Regions from separate parts of the Macaca mulatta genome. Here region 2 is linked to region 1. Evidence: chromatin contacts called from public Hi-C data. All regions are on one chromosome and are shown on one strand. Each heading gives the region's core, a stretch centred on a gene start, on an enhancer-like site or on the middle of the called end of the contact. The rest is flanking DNA. Distances are from core to core; before and after follow the strand shown. Region 1 has its middle 320 kb from the start of SPRY2. Region 2 holds the start of SPRY2 (sprouty RTK signaling antagonist 2).

Region 1 (4,050 bases), core at 546-3,045:
CAGGTTATCTCTCTAAGCTTTAGTGTCCTATCTTTTTTTCTTTTTCTTTCTTTCTTTCTTTTTTTTTTAAAGGACATTGATAGGAATTCCTCATAGATTTATTGCAAGGAAAAATGATATAATGCATGTACAGCACTTGGCACAAGGCCTGGCACTGAGCAAATCTTCAAAGACAATTGGCTGCTTTTAAAAAACGATTTTAATATGGAAAGAGGAGGAGGGAAAAAAAGACAGAGAGGAGGAAGTGAAGGAAGGAGAGCAGAGGAGGGGAGGAATGGGAGGAGATCCAGGACGGCTGTTGGTTGTCGTCCAGGAGATATGCCCCTGAATAGCTCAGGGTTCCTGAGCAAAGCTCAGCATAATAGCAAAGAGTAAACCGGGGAGTAAAGAGAATGTGCCAAACCTCATATAGAGACTTGAGTTGATACTGAGAGGGAAAGCAAGGACAACACATCCATTTAAAGCTCTGAAATAAATCATGCTGCAAAATGCCTGGGGAACCTCCAATATACCCTGGAGCCCGAAGTACAAGTTAGGCAGCCATCAAGGGGAATTCAGAGAATAACCCCTGAACCCAGGGGTACCTCCCCGAGCAGCATACCCTTCATCCAGGGGAGGGACAATCCAGGGAACTGTGGTGCGCTATTGTCCTCAGTTTGTTCTGGGATTTGGGATGAGAGCCACTTTGCAGAGGAGTAATCACTGAGAAAAGGGATGTAACGGCTCTGGGAAAATTAGATAGCATCTTGAGGAGGTCCAGTAGAATAGGAAGAAGACAAACACATAAACAAAAGCTGTATGCAGTGGTGCAAGCTATAAGAGAAACATATATCAGATATGTAGGGAGCCTAGAGAGGACCATGATAAGTTCTGCTTGGGAGGAGACAGGACAGGTTTGGGAGACTCTCAAACCCTCAAGCGAGACTTTGGAGGATAAGTCCACCAGCATGAGAGTAGAAGGCAGGTACATTGTATGTCTATTTTGTGAAGGGTCCTTACGTGCCATGTGTACTGATAAATCAGTTTCTAAAAGTATCTTGTTCAGTGTGTAATGGGTCACAATAATTACATGATCTTACATATATTTATATAAGTATCAACTTACTGCACACAGAGTACTCCCATGTCTTCTTTAATCCTTACGATAGGACAGGAAGATAGGTCTGGTCGTCCCTAAATTTGCAAAATGAGGACAGAGTTTCAGAGGATGCTGAGCCGCATGCCCAGGGTTGCTGCCGTTTGACTGAGACCAGCTGCCTCCGTATTCATTCATATTCAGCAAACATGCACTGAGTCCCTACACTACTGCCAGGCGCTCTGCTAGATGCTGGGAATACAAAGACAATGCTCAGATGAATTCACAGAAAGGAGGGGGAAACAAATATATAAACAGAATTAAAATACAATGAAGTAAAACCTATTATATGGATTGGCATGTGATTGCTGCTGAGAATATGCACAGATGAGCATAGGAAGAGCTACACAGAACAGGTGCCACTGAACTACATCTAGAAGATGAGTAGGTGTTTAGGGGGTGGAAAAGAGAAAGGCTGTTCCAGGCATGAACACTGCACGTGCAAAGCCAGAGAAACACAAGAGAGCATTACAGGGGGCCAAACTGTGAGAAGTTCAGGAAGGATGGTCCTGGGTTGCTGATGAAAGACCTAGGAGCCAGATCAAAAACAGTCTTTGTAGGCTGTGCTCCGGAGTTTGAATTTTCATGCTGTAAGTGGCTGGGATCCACTGGAGGATTTTAATTGTGTGAGTGACAAGATCAGATTTGTTATTCAGAAAGCACACTCTGGCACAGTTCAGTGGGTGGAATGGAAAGTGGTTACCCTGGAGACAGGCAGACCCATTAGGAAGCTATGACAATAATCCAGGAGAGAGAAAATGAGGATAGTGGTTGGAAGAACGGGCAGATTCAATGACTCTCTGGAAGGAGAAGTGATGGTCAGGAGAGACTCATTGGGTATAAATGCTGAACAAAAGGAAGAATCAACAATGATGGCAGGTTTCTGGCTGGGATTTCTATGTGGATAAGTAAATTATTAACCAAGATGTAGAATACCAAAGGGTTAGCAGGTTCAGAGTAGAATATTACAAATACATATGGGACGAGTCGAATTTTAGGTGTCTCTGAAACCTCTAGGTGAGGATATTATGCACAGTTAATATCTTTAGAATTCAGAAGAACGATTATGACTAAAGGTATAGATTTAAGAGTAATCATCAAATAGTTTGTTGTTGAGGTTTTGGCAATCTCCAAAACTACAAGATCTGGGTACCACTGCTTCTACTCAATTCATTTGCACCATCTCTGAAATAAGTACTAGCTCAAGCTTTGTTCCAAAGTACAAATTAGCATAGCAGCTCAGTAAACAATGTCTCTGAGCTTCTGGAAAGAAAGATGTTCAGTCACCATAAGGCCCAGAATTAATGAAAAGTCAAAGAAATAATAGCTCTATTCTCTAGTTGCTTTTGAACCTCAAATCACTCTTTGGCAACAAGGTAAGAATTTACAGAAACTGCTGAAAAGACCTTCTGGTAAATAGGACAGCAAAAAAGAGTTTGTTTTTAATATTTGTTCTAAACCATATATGTGGTCGTGTTTTGAAACTGCTAGGTCACATACTTGACCTGAATTCCTTTCCTAATTGGAAAGTCAATTTTGATTTTGATTATAGGATATAATTTCTTGACAAAAATATATTTTTTAAAAATTTGATCCTTCTCTTTATACTGTTTTTTTTTAAAGAAAAGATCAAATTGCAGGAATCAGATGATATATGCTTATATAATGAATGTGGTTTGCCTATATTTAATTAGAAGACATTTGTTAGAGGAGAGATACTTTTGCTTACTCATGGACAAACATCAACAACACAAATTTAAAAACACATACATGGAAATGATTTTTTCTTTCTGATTAAGTAGAGATGACCATGATGTTACAGCAGAGCAATGCCAGGGTATTACTGTCATTAACGCTCGGGAAAAACACTAAAGGCCGATTATTTTTCTCCAAATTGTGATATATAGGAAACAATCACCATCTTTATATTTTCTCTTCCCATTCTTATGCATCCTAATTTGAGTCATTGTGGAAAGAGTAGGGGACCCATTTGCCATGCCATATGCTTGCGACATATGGGTCCCCTACTCTTTCAACAGTGACTCAAATTAGGTAAGTTTGATATTCATACCATGTTCACTAGTATGAATATCAAACTTACCGGTAGTATGTAAGAGGAAAGAAGATTATAACAGGTGCTTTATATATTTAATCTTCTCACATAGTTTTCACAATAATTCTATTCTGGGGATTCAATGAACTAATACACTTAAAACTCTCAAAACAGTAATAGTAAACTATTAAAGCAGTAACTATCACATGATACATATTCCATAAATATTTAGTAGTATCATTGCTAATAAGATATGTCTTTTTTTTTTTTTCTGAGGAATCCCATATTCAGGGATGCTAAATGTTTACCCAAAGTGATATAGCTAGTAGGGGATGGGTCCAGGTTTGCAACCGAACTTTGCTTGCCTCGAGAGCTTATGCTCTTTTCATTATTCTGTGCTGCCACTTAGTGACTAGTAACTTTAGTCCCTACTGAAAGCAAACTGTATATTATCAGGGAGAGGCAACAAAAACCCATTACTTCTATCCCTTGATAGCTGACCCCAGTAATCTTTCAATTGACCTATGAATTTGCTTTATATTTGGAAAATAGAGATGCCATTACCTACTCTTCTTTGCCAATACGCTATTCAAATACTCAGTATAGTATATTATCATTTCTATATTATAGATTTCATCTATTATCTCTTTTGATCTTCAAAATAGAACAAATATGACCTAATGGAAAGCACATTGAATTTCTATTTCCACTAACGTGAAGACATTGCATAAGTTAATGAAATTCTTTGAGTCTCAGTTCAGTTACCTATAAAACTAGAGGGTAAAACTAGGTGTTCTCTCTGGCTCTTTTAACAACCTTGCTTTTTCTGTGAAAAAAATTTAAAGTATATTTATTTATTAAT
Region 2 (4,050 bases), core at 1,087-3,586, 320 kb before region 1:
TGCAGTAATTAATATAAAGACTAAGGAGTAAATTAGAAAGAATCAAACGGATTCTTGTGTTTATCTTGAACTTAAGTTACAGGTTAAACGTTTTCCCAGCCAGCAAACTGGAGATTGTGAGGAAAGGGGGTGAGGGGGAAGAGCTAGATGACCTGAGATTCTTTATAGCTCATGGAAGATAACATAAATTCCTAGATTTTCCCCAAAATATAAGGTTCTCTAAACAGCTGGAAATTCCCGATCTAAATTCCATTGCATGCTTTGATCCCTAACAATGTGTCTTCGCAAAGTTCCTGTAGCGCTGGGAGACGAGCAAGGCACAAGTGTCTCCTAGAAAGCCGCCATCGAGTGCAGGAGTTTGGAGAGGCGAAGAGATGGCGTTGCTTTCACCTGCTCTGCTCGAGACTTGCTGGCCGCACACCAGCAGCACGTTCCCGCCTAGCCTTGCACAACCAGGCTTTGACCCTCTCGAGCAGACAGGAGGGAAAGCTATCTTCTGTGTCGTTTATATTAATAGCTTTGTATTCATTTTAAACCAACCTGCCTAGTGCACACACGTTTTGGAAGGTAACCCAGCCTGTCCGCGTCGAGTCCCGGAGAAGAAAGTCGCCTCAGGCCCGCGCCGGGCGGGCGACCCCTGGTGGCCAGATGGGCTGCGAGCACAGCGGCGCCTGCGTTCACTGGCGGCTCAAGGGATTCGGGCGTCTGGCGTCCTGCTGTGGCCGTAGAGGCCCAGCTGTCTTGCGCCTACAGCCCCGTGACGCTCGGCAGCAGGCCCTTGTAGCCTCGTCCACCCTCATCTTAGGGGTCGGGGGACGTAGGCCAGCGCCCGGAAATAACGCATGCCACGTCCCTTGCCATCTCTGGTTCCAAATCCCTAGAGAAAGAGGAGAGCCTTAGAGAAACATGGAGAAGTCAGGGTGAGAGCGCAGCGAGGCAGAGAGCGCGCTGGGGACGTTCTAGAGCGAGAGCTCAGAAGAAGGCAGCTAGTTCCAGGGTAGCTGCGAATGGATTGGGTTAAAGCTGGACGAATGAAGCACCATGTTTTCCTAACACTGCTTTCAAGAACACCCCGCATGGGGCAAGATCACAGGTGCTATTCGGGAGTTTTGACCGTACAAGCAGGTAATTCCCTGTGAAGTAAAAGCATTCTGTAAGTCGCTCGACAGAATGCAGTATTAGGCGTGTGTATGCGCGAGTTTTAATTTTCCACTGGTGCTCCCACGTGAAGGCACATTTCTTAGTAATGGAACGGCAGCTAGGACAGTGCATATGTATGCATTTTCTATGTTTATTTTTTTTTAATGGGAAAGAATAGTACACTTTCAACATGGACAACAGGATCTTAAGAAACGTTCTAGGTGGCAAGAAAAGTGGGAAATGAAGGATGACTTTTAGTTAAGGGAAGAAGGAAATCTGCAGGGAAACAGTGAGCCAACCCTTCCCTCCCCCTCCCTCCCATTTCAGAAGCCCATGCTGTCGCCCTGAGTAATCATATTTCTGTCTATTAATGAATTAAGTTAAAGGGCTTAGACTGTAGACTTTAGCTATTGCATGAAGCAAAACAGTAAGGAAGCTCTTCAAAAAGCCTCCATTCATAGATAACCCCCCTTAAAAATGAAATTCTAATAAACGGAAAAACTACAAGTCGACACAATCAAAAGCCAATCCCAGCAAGAGCAGAAGGTACTTGAAACTCGAATCTGCATTCCGCTCCTCCCGTACAAGGCTCGGAGGTGGGGGAGGCGGTTTGTGCTAGTGCCTGGTGTATAATCGGGTTAATCCAGTAGACAAAGAATAAACCAATAGCCCTCCCACCTCACTTCCCGCTCCCCTTCCCCTCCCCCTTCTTCTCCCCCCGCCCCAGCCCCCGTCACCCCCTCCGCAAAGGGGAACAGAAAAGGGGAGAGGTAGACTTGAAATGGATTCCGGATAAAGTCTTAAAACCTGCAACTTGTTTTTCATGCTAACACTGCGTGGCCTGGATTAGTCTTAAATGTTCATTCCCCTTTCCTGGTGGCAAGGAGAAAGTTCCCTAAGTCAGCTCGAGCCTCTGGCTCGTCCTCATTGCCTCTGGGGAAACCTTAAGGTCAGTGTTTCCTTGAAACTAGATAAACTGACCCTGCAGTGCCCAGCCCGGCCCCGCGGGCGCCCCGCGTGACGGCGCCCGAGCTGCAGGACCGGCCTGGGGACGCGCGGGGCGGCGCGGTTGCCCTTTTGAATGCCTCCTGCGGCTCGGAGCGCTGGCGGGCGCTGGAGTGTGAGTGAATGTAGCCCCGCGGAGCCAATGAGCTGGGACCGGATGCGATATATCCTCTGGGACAACAACTGCTCTGTTCCGCCTCGGATCCACATGACGCCATTTACTGCTGCCGCGGCCGCCGCAGAGCTCCCTGCCTCCTCCGGAAAGGCGAGGGCGCAGGCCAACGGCGAGCCCCCCCCGGGCGGGCCCCAGACCCTCCTTCTCCTCCTCCTCCTCCTCCTCTTCCTCCTCCTCCTCCTCCTCCGCACCCACCGCCCCCGCCTCGGCCTCGCTGCCTCGCCTCCACAACGCCCAGTCTGCACCGCCGAGAGCTGCGCGCCGCAGCGCTAGCGGAGGAGAGGGGCCGGCGGAGCGCGCAGCGCCCAGGCCCCCGCGCCCGCCCGGCCCGGCCCGGCCCGCGCCCCCGCGCAGCCTCGGCTACGACGCGGCTGCGGCCGCACCACTTGGCGATCTGGCTTTAGGTTCTTCGTAAGGCCGTTTTCTTTTCCCATTCGCTCATCTGCCAGGAAAAGGGACTTGCCGTTGGCGCTTCGGCCTCTTGTTCATTGAGAAAAAAGAGGAAATACTCCGCGTGCGCTTCTAGAAGGGGGGTAGTCTCCAGCCCCGCACCCTAGAGTGTTCATCAGCGGGGAATTTGGCTCCGAATTCTCCTCCTTTTTTCTCCCGCCGATTGCTCGGAAGTTGGACTGAAGCAGAGGTTGGAAAGAAAGGGAAAAAAGTTTGCATCGAGATTGGATTTATTTGCACATCGCAGAAAGAAGAGAATCCAAGGGAGAGGGGTTGGTGCAAAGCCGCGATCACGGTGAGGCACGTTTGGCTCTTCTCTTCCTGGCGCCGTGGCCGGCGCGTTGTGGGCAACATGGAGTAGGTGCAGCCGGACCAGGAGTTGGGTCCGTCTCTCCCCGAGCCTCCCCTTCTCAAATCCCGCAGGGTCTTCGCGAGGATCCGGGGCGCTCCCCGCGAACCTGCCTTGCCCGGGGCTCGGGCTCGGCCTGCCTCTGCGGGGACTTCTGTATGCACCCGGTGCAGTGTCCCCGGCAGGCGACCCCGCGCGCCCGCGCTCTAGGGGGTTGGGACAGAGGACAGCTCGCAGCCTGCTCACAGCCGTGCACTGGCCGCGAATTCGGCGCTGAGAGCGAGAGAGGGAGAGAAAGACACTTTGTATTTTCCAGGTCGCCTTTGCAGGCGCCCGCATTTCTAACCTGTTCCTCCTCTTGGTGGAAGGCAAAGTCCGGAGAGAGGCTGTCCCTAGGCGGGGCGCTGGTGGGGCTGGGGTACACGGGTTGCTCGCCTCGGGGGCAGGAGACCCCCAGAGTGAGAAAAAGGCAGAGTGCCGGGTGGAGGGAGTCCCCGCCTCTGCTCAGTGTGGACGGTCTAGCCCGGAGCGGGTGGGAGCGTCGCCCTGCCTGGCGCCGGGTCTCTGCGGTTCGGAAGTGCAGCTCTCTCTCTTTTCCGTTCTTCGTGGTCAGCCTAGGTCACACTTATTTTATTTTTGGAAGCTCAGGCTGACCCAGCGCAGGAAGAAAGTCATCAAGCGGTCGCGATCATTTTCCATTACCTGAAAGTAGGTGGCAAAAGAGGCAGTTTTTTTTTTCCTTTTATTGTTGTTGTTGCTGTGTTTTAATTTGGATTCTTGTGTGTTTTTTACAAAGCAGTTTCTGTGTCCGTTTGCCCCACCCTAGAGCTGAAGTTCTTTTCCCCTAATCCTCAGTCTGATCACACACTGTTCTTAATGGGGGTTTCAAAGCACTTTCAAAGGGGAGGGGGGACTGGGAAAGAGAAGAGGG

The links. Hi-C and Micro-C count contacts between places; a contact is called where the count stands out from the background.
Region 2: a contact with region 1 is called in a Hi-C map of fetal cortex germinal zone, with 2.3 times the contacts expected there. The contact joins the promoter of SPRY2 here to the enhancer-like site in region 1. A contact is called at or near these places in 2 of 14 Hi-C or Micro-C datasets (fetal cortex germinal zone and fetal cortical plate).

The regions. Positions count from the first base shown.
Region 1 is chr17:74,819,521-74,823,570 of T2T-MMU8v2.0, reverse strand. No RefSeq gene overlaps it. Among named protein-coding and RNA genes, the nearest start is that of SPRY2, 320 kb to the left of the region's middle. Within about 2 kb of position 1,795, at least 17 of the 40 cell types and tissues checked have an H3K27ac peak or open chromatin away from gene starts, as enhancers often do. A contact at or near this core is called in fetal cortex germinal zone and fetal cortical plate, where this site is marked.
Region 2 is chr17:75,139,210-75,143,259 of T2T-MMU8v2.0, reverse strand. SPRY2 (sprouty RTK signaling antagonist 2) reads left to right here and starts at 2,336. Exons shown (of 2, transcript XM_077973882.1): 1 at 2,336-3,070.